Linked DNA regions of Macaca mulatta: region 1 is linked to region 2. A link is a contact called in public Hi-C data. All regions are on one chromosome and are shown on one strand. Each heading gives the region's core, a stretch centred on a gene start, on an enhancer-like site or on the middle of the called end of the contact. The rest is flanking DNA. Distances are from core to core; before and after follow the strand shown.

Region 1 (6,930 bases), core at 2,998-5,497, 690 kb after region 2:
TTGCTTGAGCCTGGGAGGCTGAGGCTGTAGTGAGCCATGATTGTGCCACTGCACTTTAGCCTGGGCAACAGAGTAAGACCCTGTCTCAAAAAATAAGCAAATAAATAAAATAAAATAGAAAAAAAAAACATAAAAAACGGAAACCATCTCAATTATATTCAGAGTCTAGAGTTTCCCAAGTATATTTGACCCTAGAACTTTTTATTTGTATTACATCTGTTAACACCCACACTTCAGAAAACACAGGTTTTGCAGTTTAATTTCTCATAGAATATAAAGTTTATAAAGGTAGGCACTGTGTCTTGTATCCTGTTCTAGCTTCAGGGACTAGAACAGCTGGCTGCACATAATAGCTGCTCACTAAATTGTGTTAAATAATGTGCTGAATACTTTTCATTAGGCTTATTTGAAAATAGTCTCTGAAAGTTTGCAAAGTAGAGTGAAACAAGGATTTTCATGTGCTGCTACAGAAACTATAAATCGATTAAAACTTTTGAAAAGCAGCTCGGCCTCATGCATCAGAGGCTGTTAAAGTACTCACATTCTCTCACCAAGTTGTGTAAATTCTGGAAATCTATTTGGAAATTTTCCTAAATATGAAAAAAAAAAAAAATGACCGGGCGTGGTGGTGTGCACCTGTAGTCCCAGCTACTTGGGAGGCTGAGGTAGGAGGACCGCTTTAGTCCAGGAGCTCTCAGCTGTGGTGCACTATGCCGGTCAGGTGTCTATACTAAATTCAGCATCAATATGGTGACCTCCAAGGAGCAGGGGACCACAAGGTTGCCTAAGGGGGGTGAACCAGCCAAGCCAGAAACAGAGTAGGTCAAAACTACCATTTTTAGGCCGGGCATGGTAGCGCATGCCTGTAATCCCAGCACTTTGGGAGGCCCAGGCGGGCAGATCACCTGAGGTCAAGAGTTCAAGACCAGCCTGGCCAACATGGCAAAACCTCATCTCTACTAAAAATACAAAAACTAGCTGGGTGTGGTGGCACACACTTGTAATCCCAGCTACTCTAGAGGCTGAGGTAGGAGAATAGCTTGAACCGCGGAGGCAGAGGTTGCAGTGAGTTGAAATTGGGCCACTGCACTCCAGCGGGGGAGACAGAATGAGACTCCGTCTCAAAAAATAAATAAATCAATAAATGAAAATAAAAATAAAATAAAACTCCCCTGCCGATCATTAGTGGGAATCATGCCTGTGAAGAGCCACTGTATTCCAGAGCAACATAGCTGACACCATCTCTCAAAGAAAAAAAAAAAAAGAAGGCTGAGCGCGGTGGCTCATGCCTGTAATCCCAGCACTTCGGGAGGCCAAGGCGGGTGGATCACCTGAGGTCAGGAGTTCGAGACCAACCTGGCCAATATGGTGAAACCCCGTCTGTACTAAAAATACAAAAAAATTAGCCGGGTGTGGTGGCACACGCCTGTAATCCCAGCTACTTGGGAGGCTGAGGCAGGAGAATTGCTTGAACCCAGGAGGCAGAGTTTGCAGTGAGCTGAGATCACACCATTGCACTCCAGCCTGGGCAACAAGAGCGAAAGTCCATCTCAAAAAAAAAAAAAAAGAAAGAAAGAAAGAAAAGAAATTTATGTCTAAATATGCTTAGGAGATTCGGTATTGTTTAAAATGGCAAAAAAAAAAAAAAAAAAAAGGAAACCATTTGAATTATGTTCAAAAATCATAGAATAATCAAGTTGCAGAATATTCACTGGATGGACTACCTGCAGCCATTAAAATGATACTTAGAAACTTTTATAATTTGGAAATAGGCTTATATTATAAGCATGAATGCATAACTCATATGTAATTTTGCATCCTTTTCTTTCTTGCATTAAAGAAAAAGGCAAAATACCAAGTTGTATAAAGATTGTTAATCTGTATGTATAACAAAAGCAAACAAAATAAAGAACTAACATAACCAGGTGTGGTGGCATGCACTTGTAATCCCAGCTACTTGAGAAGCTGAGGTGGGAAGACTGCTTGAGCCCAGGAGTTAGAGACAAGCCTGGGCAACATAGTGAGACCCTCATCTCTAAAAAAAAAAAAAAATTTTATTAGCCAGGCTTGGTAGCATGTGTCTGTAGGCCCAACTACTGGGGAGGCTAATGTGGAAGGATTGCTTGAGCCTAGGAGGTCAAGGTTGCAGTGAGTCGTGATCACACAACTGCACTCCAGCCTCGGTGACAGAGCAAGGCATTGTCTCAAAAAAAAAAAAAAGACCAAATTAATGAGTACTACTCTGTCAGGCAATTGTTCTAAGCACTTTACATATATACTTTTTTATTTCTCCTAATGACCTATAGGCAGATACTATTATAATACCCAGTTTATAGATAAGAAAACTGAAGCACAGAGAAGTTATATAACTGGGCCAAGGAACTGATTGGGATTCAGGCCAGGGTAGTTCAGGCCACAGCCTAAACAAATGTTGAGAAACAAGACACCAAAATACTTACAACAATTGCCTCTGAGTGGAAGAAAAGAGGACAATTACATCTTTATCTTTCTCTACATTTTAAAAAGTTTTTAGGGAGTTGGGTGTGGTGGCTCACACCTCTAATCCCAGCACTTTGGGAAGCCAAGGCAGGCGGATCACTTGAGGTCAGGAGTTCGAGACCAGCCTGGCCAACATGGCAAAACCCCATCTCTACTAAAAAGAGAAAAATTAGCCAGATGTGGTTGTGTACACCTGCAGTCCCAGCTACTCGGGAGGCTGAGGCAGGAGAACCACTTGAACCCAGGAGGCAGAGGTTGTAGTGAGTTGAGATCATGCCACTGCACTACAGCCTGGGTGACAAAGTGAGACCCTGTCTCAAAAAAAAAAAAAAAAAAAAAAATTGTAATAATGAGAAAACTACTCTCTAAAAGTGAAAAATAATGAATTAACGTGTTTCTATAATACATCTGAGCAGAGTACTTTTCTTTTAAGTTGATTACAGAACCCCCACTATTATAAACAGGAATACTGACCCTTGCTCTGCCAGCCAGTCTCTTCTCCAACAGACGAGAAAATTCGACTGAGTTCTATTTAGAGAGAATGGGTTGAAGATAGGTTGTTTTTATGGATGAAGAGAAACTATATCCAAGGCTAGTATCCAGTTCTCAGTTTCAATATCAAATTTGTTCAAACCCACGTTCTCCTACTTTAGGCCTGATGCTCGGCTAGCCACTCTGCCCTAGCCATAATCAAGAATCTAGGTATCAGAATCCCACCTGCCCTCACACACCAACAGCTCAGTTCTATACTCAGGTGAGATGGGTGAGAGGGGAGGGGAATGGAGGGCCACAGAGATTCTTTGCTTTTGCTTGGCCAAACTTCAGTGAGGCTTCTGAACCTTCTCTGAGGCCTATCTATACACCTCCTTGTAAAATCCAGTTTTAGCCAAACTGCTAAGTCAGTTTAGCCAGAAGCCCCAATCTTCGATAACCGATCATCTTTGATATTTGATCAGGGTCCCCATCCTTCACCATCCCCCAGGTGATGTCTGATCACCCTGACCTGTCTTCTACAAGATTCCTCTAGGTCATTTTAGCCAGAATCCCCCTTACCCCAGTTTCCTCTTAGTAATTTTCTATCCACTGACCCCCACACTGCTCCTTGGCCATAAATTCCCATTTGTCCGTGCTGCTTTCGGAGCTGAGCCCAATCTCTCCGCCCACTCCCAGACCCGGTTGCACTGGTCCTATACCCATCGCTATGGTCCTGAATAAAGTCTTCCTTACCATGCTTTAACAAGCATCATTGAATAATTTTTTATTTAACAATGGGTAGTCATGGCCCAGGTAAGAGGGACGTGGTGTCCGCTCCTGGAGCTGCAAGGCTCCTGGGGGCTTTTTGTTTTGGTTTGGTTTTGTCTTTGTGTGCAACGTGAAAAAAAGCCATTGATTCAGGCTTTAGCATGCTGGGAAGGAAGAGTCAAGAATCCAGTGACACTGGTAATAACTGTGAAATGGAACAAATACCACTATATTTATCTAAATGTAAATTTTAAAACTGGGAACAGCAAATCCATTCTACAGTGAGGGCCGCTTGGCCAGTAACAATGATTTCATTTTCACGTGCAGTTAAAGCCCTCTGGCTCCACCGCAAGGGTCCAGCCCTTACCACTGCTAAGAACTACAACTCCCAGCCGGAGGGAGGTCTTTGCGCCTGCGGCCTGACGCCCTACGCCTACACTTCCCAGAGAACCTAGCGGTTACGCTAACGTGCGCGTGCGCTCTTGCGCGCCTCTCTCTTCCCACTCGGGTTTGACCTACAGCCGCCCGGGAGAAGATGGCCGCCCCAGGAGTGTCCGGTCTCTCCCGGCAGGTGAGAGAAACATGATCCTGAGAGCCAGTGGTAGGATCCCTGCTGGGGTGACCGGTACCAAACCCCGAGCACCAGGGTGCGATGCTTCGGTTGGGGAAGTCTGGCAGTCTTCCAAGGTTATGGGACCCGGCGAGTGGGAGCGACTCAGGACGACCCAGCGTTTGTCCCCCGGGATGCCTACGGGGCGGAAGGCGCGGGGCTGTGCGTGCCGTGACCTTGGCATCCTCCGAGCACAGCCCCAAGAAGCTGCTAGCCTGAGGGGCGCAGGAGAGGGGGTCTGCCGTTTGCTGAATTCCGGGGAAGGGGCATGGCCTAGCCTCCAAATCAGCTTCCTTTGCCATTGTGGTAAAACCTGTCAGAGATCACTTACTAGTAATGCTAAGGAATATTTGTAAAACACATTTCACAGTTTTATAAATGAAATGAGGCCGAAAAGTTTAAATGAGTCTTTGACTGCTCAGCCAGTAAGTGGTAGAATTGAGATTTGAACCCACAGAATCACCCAGAAGATGGAGTTTGAAAAAATTGTATGCTCTTTGTACTGAATATCACCATGGTGCTTTACATATCATGACCCCTTCCTGGCATCTTAGGTAATTTTTACATAAGCATTACAAAGTCTTAATCCTCACAAGCAGGTTGGATAAAACACATTCCATAGCTGGAAGTATTTGAAGGTGACCTGTGATCTGTGACCTGTGCGCTTGCAGGTGATTTTTAAACTGTAAGACTGTCTCGCAGAGGTAGGGCCTCTTGTCAGATCAAACTCTGCGGCAGTACTCAAAAAATTCATCTTTATTTTCAGATAGCATTTGGATTCCGAGAAGGGTACATCTGTTGCAAATGATCTGCTCAAGGGTGTGGTAATAGGAACGCCAGAATTTTGGTTAAATATTTTTGAAACGTGCACTCCTTGGAAGTTAGTGTTTTCTCTGTCATACGGGTGTGCTAGCCTCGGTCCATTCCTAGCGAGCTAGGAGGTTAGTGAGAAGGTGATATCCCAAGCAACTTGGGATAATCCTCGTTGGGTAAGTTTACTCCTTAGTAATAATAAGTAGCTCATCCTCATGTAACATGTGAAGATACAAAGAGACAAAACTAATGCTTTCAAGGTCATTAAAAATTTGTTGTTGATGTTGTTACTGAGTTACGTGCAGAAATCCTTCGAGTAATCTTGTTTGATCTATTTTCCTTTATTGCTTCAAGGTGCGATGTTTCAGTACCTCTGTGGTCAGACCGTTTGCCAAGCTTGTGAGGGTATGTTAATTTATATTCTTCTGTAATGATAAGCACGTGAAAGTGTTAGTCAAACAGCAGTACAGTTAGGACGTGGATTTTTGTGTAGTTACTATCTAAACCTTTCTGCACGACTTGTGGTTCCCAAAATGTGATGTGTGCGTAGGGTGTGGAAAGGAATGGTGTTGAATACTTGCTTTGTGACAGGCCCATGCATAATCTTTAAATATGAAAACTTTTTTTTCGATCATTTGTTTTTCCATTAACCCTCTAAAATAGGGAAGCTAACATTTACTTATTTTTTAATGAAAGAAACAGGTTTAACAAAATGACATGCCCAAGTTATCACAGGAAATTATTACAGGAGTTGATATTAAAATCAAGGTACCTTGGTTTCTAATGCAATTCTGTTGCAATTCTCTATGTTCCATTCTGGTTAGGAATATTCATACTCTTCACACTCTTTCTCTCTACTAGGAGAGAAAGAAGGCTCACTATTTCAGAGAGTTGCCCGTCCCTTTCTTTTCAAACCGGAAGTAGTCCAGTTGACCCCGGATAAAGAGGACTATCAGTGACACATAATAAATGAAGTTCCCCAGAAGGCCCCCAGAAATGATACATGACTAACAGCTGGTAACAACCCTGTTGGAACATGAAGTCTGACTCCATTTCTGTAGGTTATTTTGAAATTCTTTATTTGATTAAAGAAAGTTCCTTTGTGATCGAGAATTGAATCAACTGTCAGGAAGCAGGAACTTTTCTAAGATGTGCTGGGTCAACTATCCTACCCACACTTTTCCCCACCAAATCAACAGTGAGCCAGTCCTCCCCTTGGAAAAATTTCGTAAAGGAAAGATCATAATACCAGCCTATGTCCTTAATGAACCCACATCAGGTGGGATTTAGGAAAATAATTATCATGTCCTGTCCTCATTACCAGCCCCAAATCTCAAGTCAAATGATCAAAATCATTTTGTCCTTCATGTGAGAGCTTAAAAACCTCATAACAGTGTTCAGGAGTAACTGGTCTTCCCGTTTTACAAAAGGGGAAGCTGAAGCCCTGGGAAAATGTACCTGAGGTTACTCAGCTTAGTCCTAGAGCTGGACTGGAACTAAATCTTTCTCATCCAGGCTTGAGCTTTCCCACTACAGCCATACAGCACCACTAAGAACGTGTAGTTACACACTGATGGTAGAAGAAAAGTCTGTAGTTTACTGTGAAAAATAATTCAAGCATTAGGTTTTTTGTGAACTGCCAAAGGGCTCTGTTAAATTGAACATCGATAGGGAGGCTATGTAAGGGAAAATGTATAGTGTCAGTATGAAATGTATAAAAGTATATTTGTGTGTTTCATAAACACCTGTTTTCCTAGCTCTAACAT
Region 2 (6,546 bases), core at 3,717-6,216:
TGTCTTTCTAAATTAAAAAAGCATCATAAGACCATCAAAAACAACATAAAATTTTAAGAGTGGGTTTTAAAAATGAACTTTGAGTAGGGAAAAAAAGTTCCTATTGCTAAAATAAAACAAAACAATAATCATAAAATAGCATAACATTTGTATTCATTTTATAGGTGGTAACAAAATAGAGCCTTCCAAATGAATTATTTAAGGGGTTTATTCATTGAAGCAGTCTTTGGTACTGTTCTTTCGTTGTGAAAGCAAACACTCAGAAAGTCAGCAATTTGCCTTCCACCTTAAATGAATTTTTTAAATGTCTATAATTTCTCAGAATGTGCAGAAATGCCTTTGGTTCATTTAATAAACACTTGGCAAGTGACTACTGAACACAGCGTCCTTTAATTTCCAGAATAAAACAGGATGCAACTAAAAGTATCTGGAGTAAAACTTTCCCACCTGGCAAATGAATGGGCACATTTATCCATGCATCGGCACGTTTGCATAACTGGGCTGCAATTGATGTAAGAGACAGGTGCTAAGAACAAAAATAACCAAACACGGTTTTCTAAGCGCCTCTTCTCCTTTTATATTGGGTAATTGCAATGGCTGACATGAAGGAAATGTAAGGAGAGGAAATGATTGGGAGGTGGTAGCATATATTAATTAAAATGTGTGTCCCTTGCCTATTTGAAAAAAAAAAAAAAAAGAATCACGGAGATTATTTTTTTACTTATTTTGGTTCCTTCCCCTTCTGAAGAGCTGGATCAAATCAGCTCCTTTGAGCCAATGAAAAAGGAAGGCTCTCTACTTAGAAGCCAAAGGGGGAAGCAGAGATGGATCTTAGGTCCTGTTGCCACAGCTGGTAAAAGAGGCCCAGCTAACAATTTCCAAAGAACTAGTGAGGAATTTGTACACGTTTTATGGCAGCACAGCCTCTTAAGAGCTTACCCCTAGGTATAGTTGATTTCACCCGTGGAGATGTCTGCAATGGTGTTGAAAGAGCATGTTTTATTTCGTTTCTGCCTGTGCTGTTGATAGCTCATAGATTTGCTTTTTTCTCTTCCTTGGGAGAGGCTATTGTTTATTTTTATTTTATTGATTTATTTTTGAGATGAAGTCTCGCTCTGTTGCCCAGGCTGGAGTGCACTGGCCCTATCTTGGCTCACTGCAACTTCCACCTCCCAGGTTCAAGTGATTCTCCTGTCTCAGCCTCCCAAGTAGCTGGGATTACAGGTATGCACCACCATGCCCAGCTAATTTTTATATTTTTACTAGAGACAGGGTTTTGCCATGTTGGCCAGGCTGGTCTCACACTCCTGACCTCAGGTGATCCACCTGCCTTGGCCTCCCAAAATTCTGGGATTACAGGCGTGAGCCACCGCACCGGGCTCTCTGCTTATTTTCTTGTGCGAAGGTCATTGATCTCTTTGAGCCTCAGTTCTAAGAATCTGCAGTAATAACACCAGTTTGTTAAGATGATGTGGGCTAGTTTACATGTATACCCATTAATGATTTAAGAGCTACACAGAAGAGATTAGTATTATTATTCTCGGAGTTATATAGACAAGTAATTAATCTGGTCGGAGAACTAAGAAAAGTCACCCTCTTCACTTAGCTTCCTGGGGGAGTGCAGATGGGGAAGGAGAGGAGAGAGGTGGGGATCCACAGATGGGGAGGAAAACGTTTGGTGTGGTCTGTATCTGAGCGATGACCAGCTGCATTCTGGAGTCCGTTACAGGTAACTTTGTCCTCACCACTCGCCTGAGGTTGTTCCTGTTCACTCCTGTCTTAACACATCAGAGAGCCAGCTGCGAGGGTTTGCTCTGCTTGCATGTTGGCTTTCTGTTTTGTTGGTGCTTTCCTTCCCCTTGAACACTTTGTCCAACAGGCCCACTTTGCATGCTGTAAGCAGCTTATGGTAAGCCAGCAATGAAAGAGCATACCGTCCTCAGGATGAAAACACGGACCCACCCAGCAACAGGATGACTGGGTGTTGTTTTTCCAAAACCAGTGCCTCATCCTTTTGTTACCCTTTTCACAATGCCTGGCCGAGTTTACCGAGAGTTTTCGGCTTTGCAGTGTCATCCATTCTGCTGCATTTTATCCAATGTCTTGTGGTCTTTTAAAATACCAGCCTTACTGAAATACAATTTGCATGCCTTGAAATTCACCCTTTAAGGTACAATTCAGTGATTTTTCAGTATATTCAAAAAGCTGTGCAAGTATCACCACAATTGATTTTGGAACATTTTCCTCATCCCCAAAAGAAACCTCGTACCCTTTACCAGTCCTTTCCCATTATCCCCTTTCACAAACCCTGGCACCCACTGAACTACCTTCTGTCTCTGTGGATTTGCCTATTCTGAACATTTTTATAGATGGAATAACATGTGGCCTTTTGTGACTGCCTTCTTCCACTTAGCATAATGTTGTTTTCAAGATTCCTCCATGTTGTGGCATGTTATCAGCATTTCATTCCTTTTTAGGGCTGGAAAATATTCCATTGTATGGATATACTCCTGGTTTGTCCATTCTTCAGTTGGTGAACATTTGGACTGTTTCCACTTTTTGGCTATTTTGAATAATGATGCTGTGAACTTTTGTGTACAGATTACTGTGTGGGCATATTTCTTCCTTCTCCTTTCCCTCTCCTCCCCTCTCCTCCCCTTCCCTCCCCTTCCCTCCCCTTCCCTCCCCTTCCCTCCCCTTCCCTTCCCTCCCCTTCCCTCCCCTTCCCTTCCCTTCCCTTTCTTTTGGAGTTTTTGCTTTTGTTGCCCAAGCTGGAGTTCCCTCCCCTCCCCTCCCCTCCCCTCCCCTCCTCTTCCCTTCCCTTCCCTTCCAGAGTTTTTGCTTTTGTTGCCCAAGCTGGAGTGCAGTGGCGCTATCTCAGCTCACTGCAACCTCCGCCTCCGGGGTTCAAAACATTCTCCTGCCTCAGCCACCCCATACAGGCATGTGTCACCACGCCCAGCTAATTTTGTATTTTTAGTAGAGATGGGGTTTCTCCTTATTGGTCAGGCTGGTCTGGAACCCCCAACCTCAGGTGATCCGCCCGCCTCAGCCACCCAAAGTGCTGGGATCACAGGCGTGAGCCACGGCGCCCGACTGTTTTCATTTCTTTTAAGTGTATACCTAGGAGAAGAATTGCTGGGTCATATGGTCATTCTACATAGAACTTTCTGAGGAATTGCCAAATTGTTTTCCAAAGTGGCTGTGCCTTTTTACATGCCCATCAGCAATATATTGTGAACCCTGAAAATTTGAGACGGGTCTCAATTAATTTAGAAAGTTTATTTGCCAAGGTTGAGGGCACACCCATGACAGGCCTCAGGAAGTCCTGAGGACATGTACCCAAGGTGATCAAGGGACAGCCTGGTTTTATACACGTTAGGGAGACATGAGACATCAATCAATATATGTAAGAAGTACATTGGTTTGGTCTGGAGAGGCAGGACAACTTCAAACGAAGGCAGGAAAACTACTGCAAAGGCAGGAGGCGGGAGGGAGCGCTCAGGGTACAGATAGGTGATACACAAACGGTTACATTCTTTGAGTTTCTGATTAGCCTTTCCAAAGGAGGCAAATCTGTCTCGGTGATATGCATCTGTCTCAGTGAGCAGAGGGGTGACTTTGAATGGAATGGGAGGCAGGTTGGCCCTACCCAGCTTCCAGCTTTAGTTTTCCTTACTGATTTTGGGGGCCCAAGATTTTCCTTTCACATCCTTACATCACATTCTATTTTGTGAGTTATTTCTGCATGGGTATTACTATTCCTCTTGGGTTTCGCTCCTTGAGGACACAGACTGCCCTAAGACTGTGATAATAGTAATCATAGAACCATGCACATGGCAAGTTCTGAATAAATCTCAGCTGTTGGTTGGATATACTTTTTGTTATAATTACTAACACTTCCTAACTAGAGAGTAAGCCTACTCTAAGAAAAAATACAACTCTAATTTCACGACCTCCAAAGAACCCAGTGCATAAACAGAGCTACCATTTATTAAGCAATTACCGAATTCTTAGTAATATGTCATTTATTTAGATGAGGAAACTGAGATTCAATTTATTTGTCCAAGTAGTTAAAAGCAAAGCTGAAATTCAGACCCAAGTTCTCACTGTATCATACTGTCCAAAAAAAAAGAATTCTATTTTTCAGGAAGAGACATGTCTGCTCACTTGAGGTCCTCTATTTTTCCGCTGTTCCCCAAAGGAAAGGGGTGATCTCTTAATTCTTTCGTTATGTCCTATTGTACATAACATATAGTGGTAATTCAGAAAAATTACTTCTAATTACATAAATTTTGGACAATGGTATAGTGACTAGTACGCTGAAATAGAAAAGTAAGGCATTGTTATCATCGTTCTAGTTCGGTCTTTATTGCGACTATATCTGACAATATACGGTAAGCATCTAACCACTTGCCAGTGGCCACAGAGCCACAGCGAGACTAGGTCTCGCTTAAATTCCCAAAAGTGGGTCCCTGTGCTTCAAAACGTCACCACATGGGAACCACAGAAACGTTGCCTCCCCAGTTATTACCCCAAGGGCCCAAGAGCCGAGGACTCTACCCGGCGCCCTTCAGCGGACACCAGCTGTCAGAAAAGCGGAACTGGCAACGAGGACTTTGCCCCTAACCAACATGGCCGCCCTGAGGCTTCGGGCTTCGGGCGGCAGAAGGAGGGTCACGTGAAGAGAATTCCGTTTCTTTATTGGCCCCGTCTCCTGGAAGGGCGGGGTACAATAGCCCAACCGGCGCCGGCCTTAAAGGGGCCACCGTTGGCTCCGCCGGTGGGCGGCCGTAGGGGCTGGGCGGGCGGGCTGGCGCCGCACCGGGTTTCTGCCCCTCCCGCGCGGAACGGTGACGGGCGGGGCCGGCGCTGGGAGGTCGTGTCGCTGGGAGCCTGGTGACAGCCCGCCGCCTGCCGCCGCGCGATCCCGAGGGGGTTAACCGCAGAGCTGCCGGCCGGGCGCAGACGGGAACGCGTGAGGCGCCGGCGCGCGAGCCCGGCGCAGCCCGCTGGGGCGCATAGGGTCGCGCGGGCGCGGGGATGGAGGACGGCGTGGCCGGGCCCCGGCTCGGGACGGCGGCGGAGGCGGCCGAGGCGGGAGCGCGGCCCGGGGTGACGCTGCGGCCCTTCGCGCCCCTCTCGGGGCCGGCCGAGGCGGACGAGGGCGGCGGCGACTGGAGCTTCATTGACTGCGAGATGGAGGAGGTGGACCTGCAGGACCTGCCCAGCGCCACCATCGCCTGCCACCTGGACCCGCGCGTGTTCGTGGACGGCCTGTGCCGGGTGAGTGCCGCGCCGGGCGGGCCGTCGGGGCGGAGGGCGGACACTTGTTGCCCGAGGAGGCGGCGCGAGTCGCAGCGCCCAGTCCCGGCCGCGAGCGGGGCGGGGAGGCAGCGACGCCCCCGGGGCCCCGGGCCGCGGACCCCTCAGGGCTGGGGCGTGGGGGCGGCGCCCGGAGGGTCTCGGTCCCCGAGCACCCCCGGGGCGCGCGCAGCTCACCGCGGGGTCCCACAGGCTCGCCCCGGCCCCGGTGTGCGCCCAGGCTGGTGCGACCAGCGGGGTGAATTCGTTCCCCAAGGTGGGGCAGCGCCGCCGCCCCCCGCGCTCTCGCCATGGCCCCGCGTTTACGCGCTGGAGGAGGGGGTCACCTCATTCCTAGGGAGGAGGAAACAGACGTTGAGCGGCGACGTGACTCAGTGTTCATAAATAGGACGATGTCCCTGCATTCCCAATCTGCACTATTGGAAGAAAAGCCAATGTTTGGGTGAGGATCCGTGGTTGCTCATTAGCCAGCGGCTAGCCAGTTTCGGTGGAATGGCGTTGGGGGAAAGGGGACCATCTTTCAGACCTTTAGGATATTTAGTCAAGAACCTTGCCCCCTTGTGTGAAGGTGTGGCTTGCTGCCATCGGGGACACCCAGTACATGGGGAGTTGACTCCCTCCCCCGCCTCTCCCCCGCAAAATCCACACAATTTATACACGTTGGAGGGTTAGGGGCAGGTATGAATAATCAATAATGGTGGTGGGAAGGAGGAATTTATTTCAAATCTGCAGTTATTGTGCAGAGCAAAATTTGGACAGCGTGGGCGTCGCAGAATGAAACCGGTCTTTGAGAGATGCCCCATTAGGAGAGCAGCTGTCAAAAAAAGCAGTGCTTTCAGCGCTTGGCTGCGGGTCCACAAATGCTGTCAATGAACTATAGTTGAAGGCTGCTGCCAATACACCACCACTGTGAAACACAGAATGGTGTGCATAAGTGTCATTTATTTATAACTTATATGTTCACTTACTTTCTGAAAGGAATTACAATGGCCGTGTGCTTAGGTAAGCTTCCAGGCATGCTTTCTAGAGCAACAATTGTCAGGAACTCAGGGTCTTACTGATTGATCTTACTCTAAAACCTTTTCCCCTCCGTATAAACTAAGCAGTAGCCAGCATTTCAGTGCTTTTCCTCAGGCGTTCTAGGCTGTCTTTCTGCTAGAACAAGGTCAAGTAACGTAAGACGGCACTTACTTGCAGTGTTGGAGAGAATTCTTTCCAGCG

Evidence for each region. Hi-C and Micro-C count contacts between places; a contact is called where the count stands out from the background.
Region 1: a Hi-C map of liver shows a contact between it and region 2, with 2.9 times the contacts expected there. The contact joins the promoter of ATP5PO here to the promoter of RCAN1 in region 2. A contact is called at or near these places in 6 of 14 Hi-C or Micro-C datasets (CD4 T cells, blood, cortical neurons and 3 more).

The regions. Positions count from the first base shown.
Region 1 is chr3:13,471,422-13,478,351 of T2T-MMU8v2.0, forward strand. ATP5PO (ATP synthase peripheral stalk subunit OSCP) reads left to right here and starts at 4,248. Exons shown (of 7, transcript NM_001195583.1): 1 at 4,248-4,312; 2 at 5,519-5,569. The coding sequence starts at 4,277.
Region 2 is chr3:12,782,243-12,788,788 of T2T-MMU8v2.0, forward strand. RCAN1 (regulator of calcineurin 1) reads left to right here and starts at 4,967. Exons shown (of 4, transcript XM_001088613.5): 1 at 4,967-5,286. The coding sequence starts at 5,044.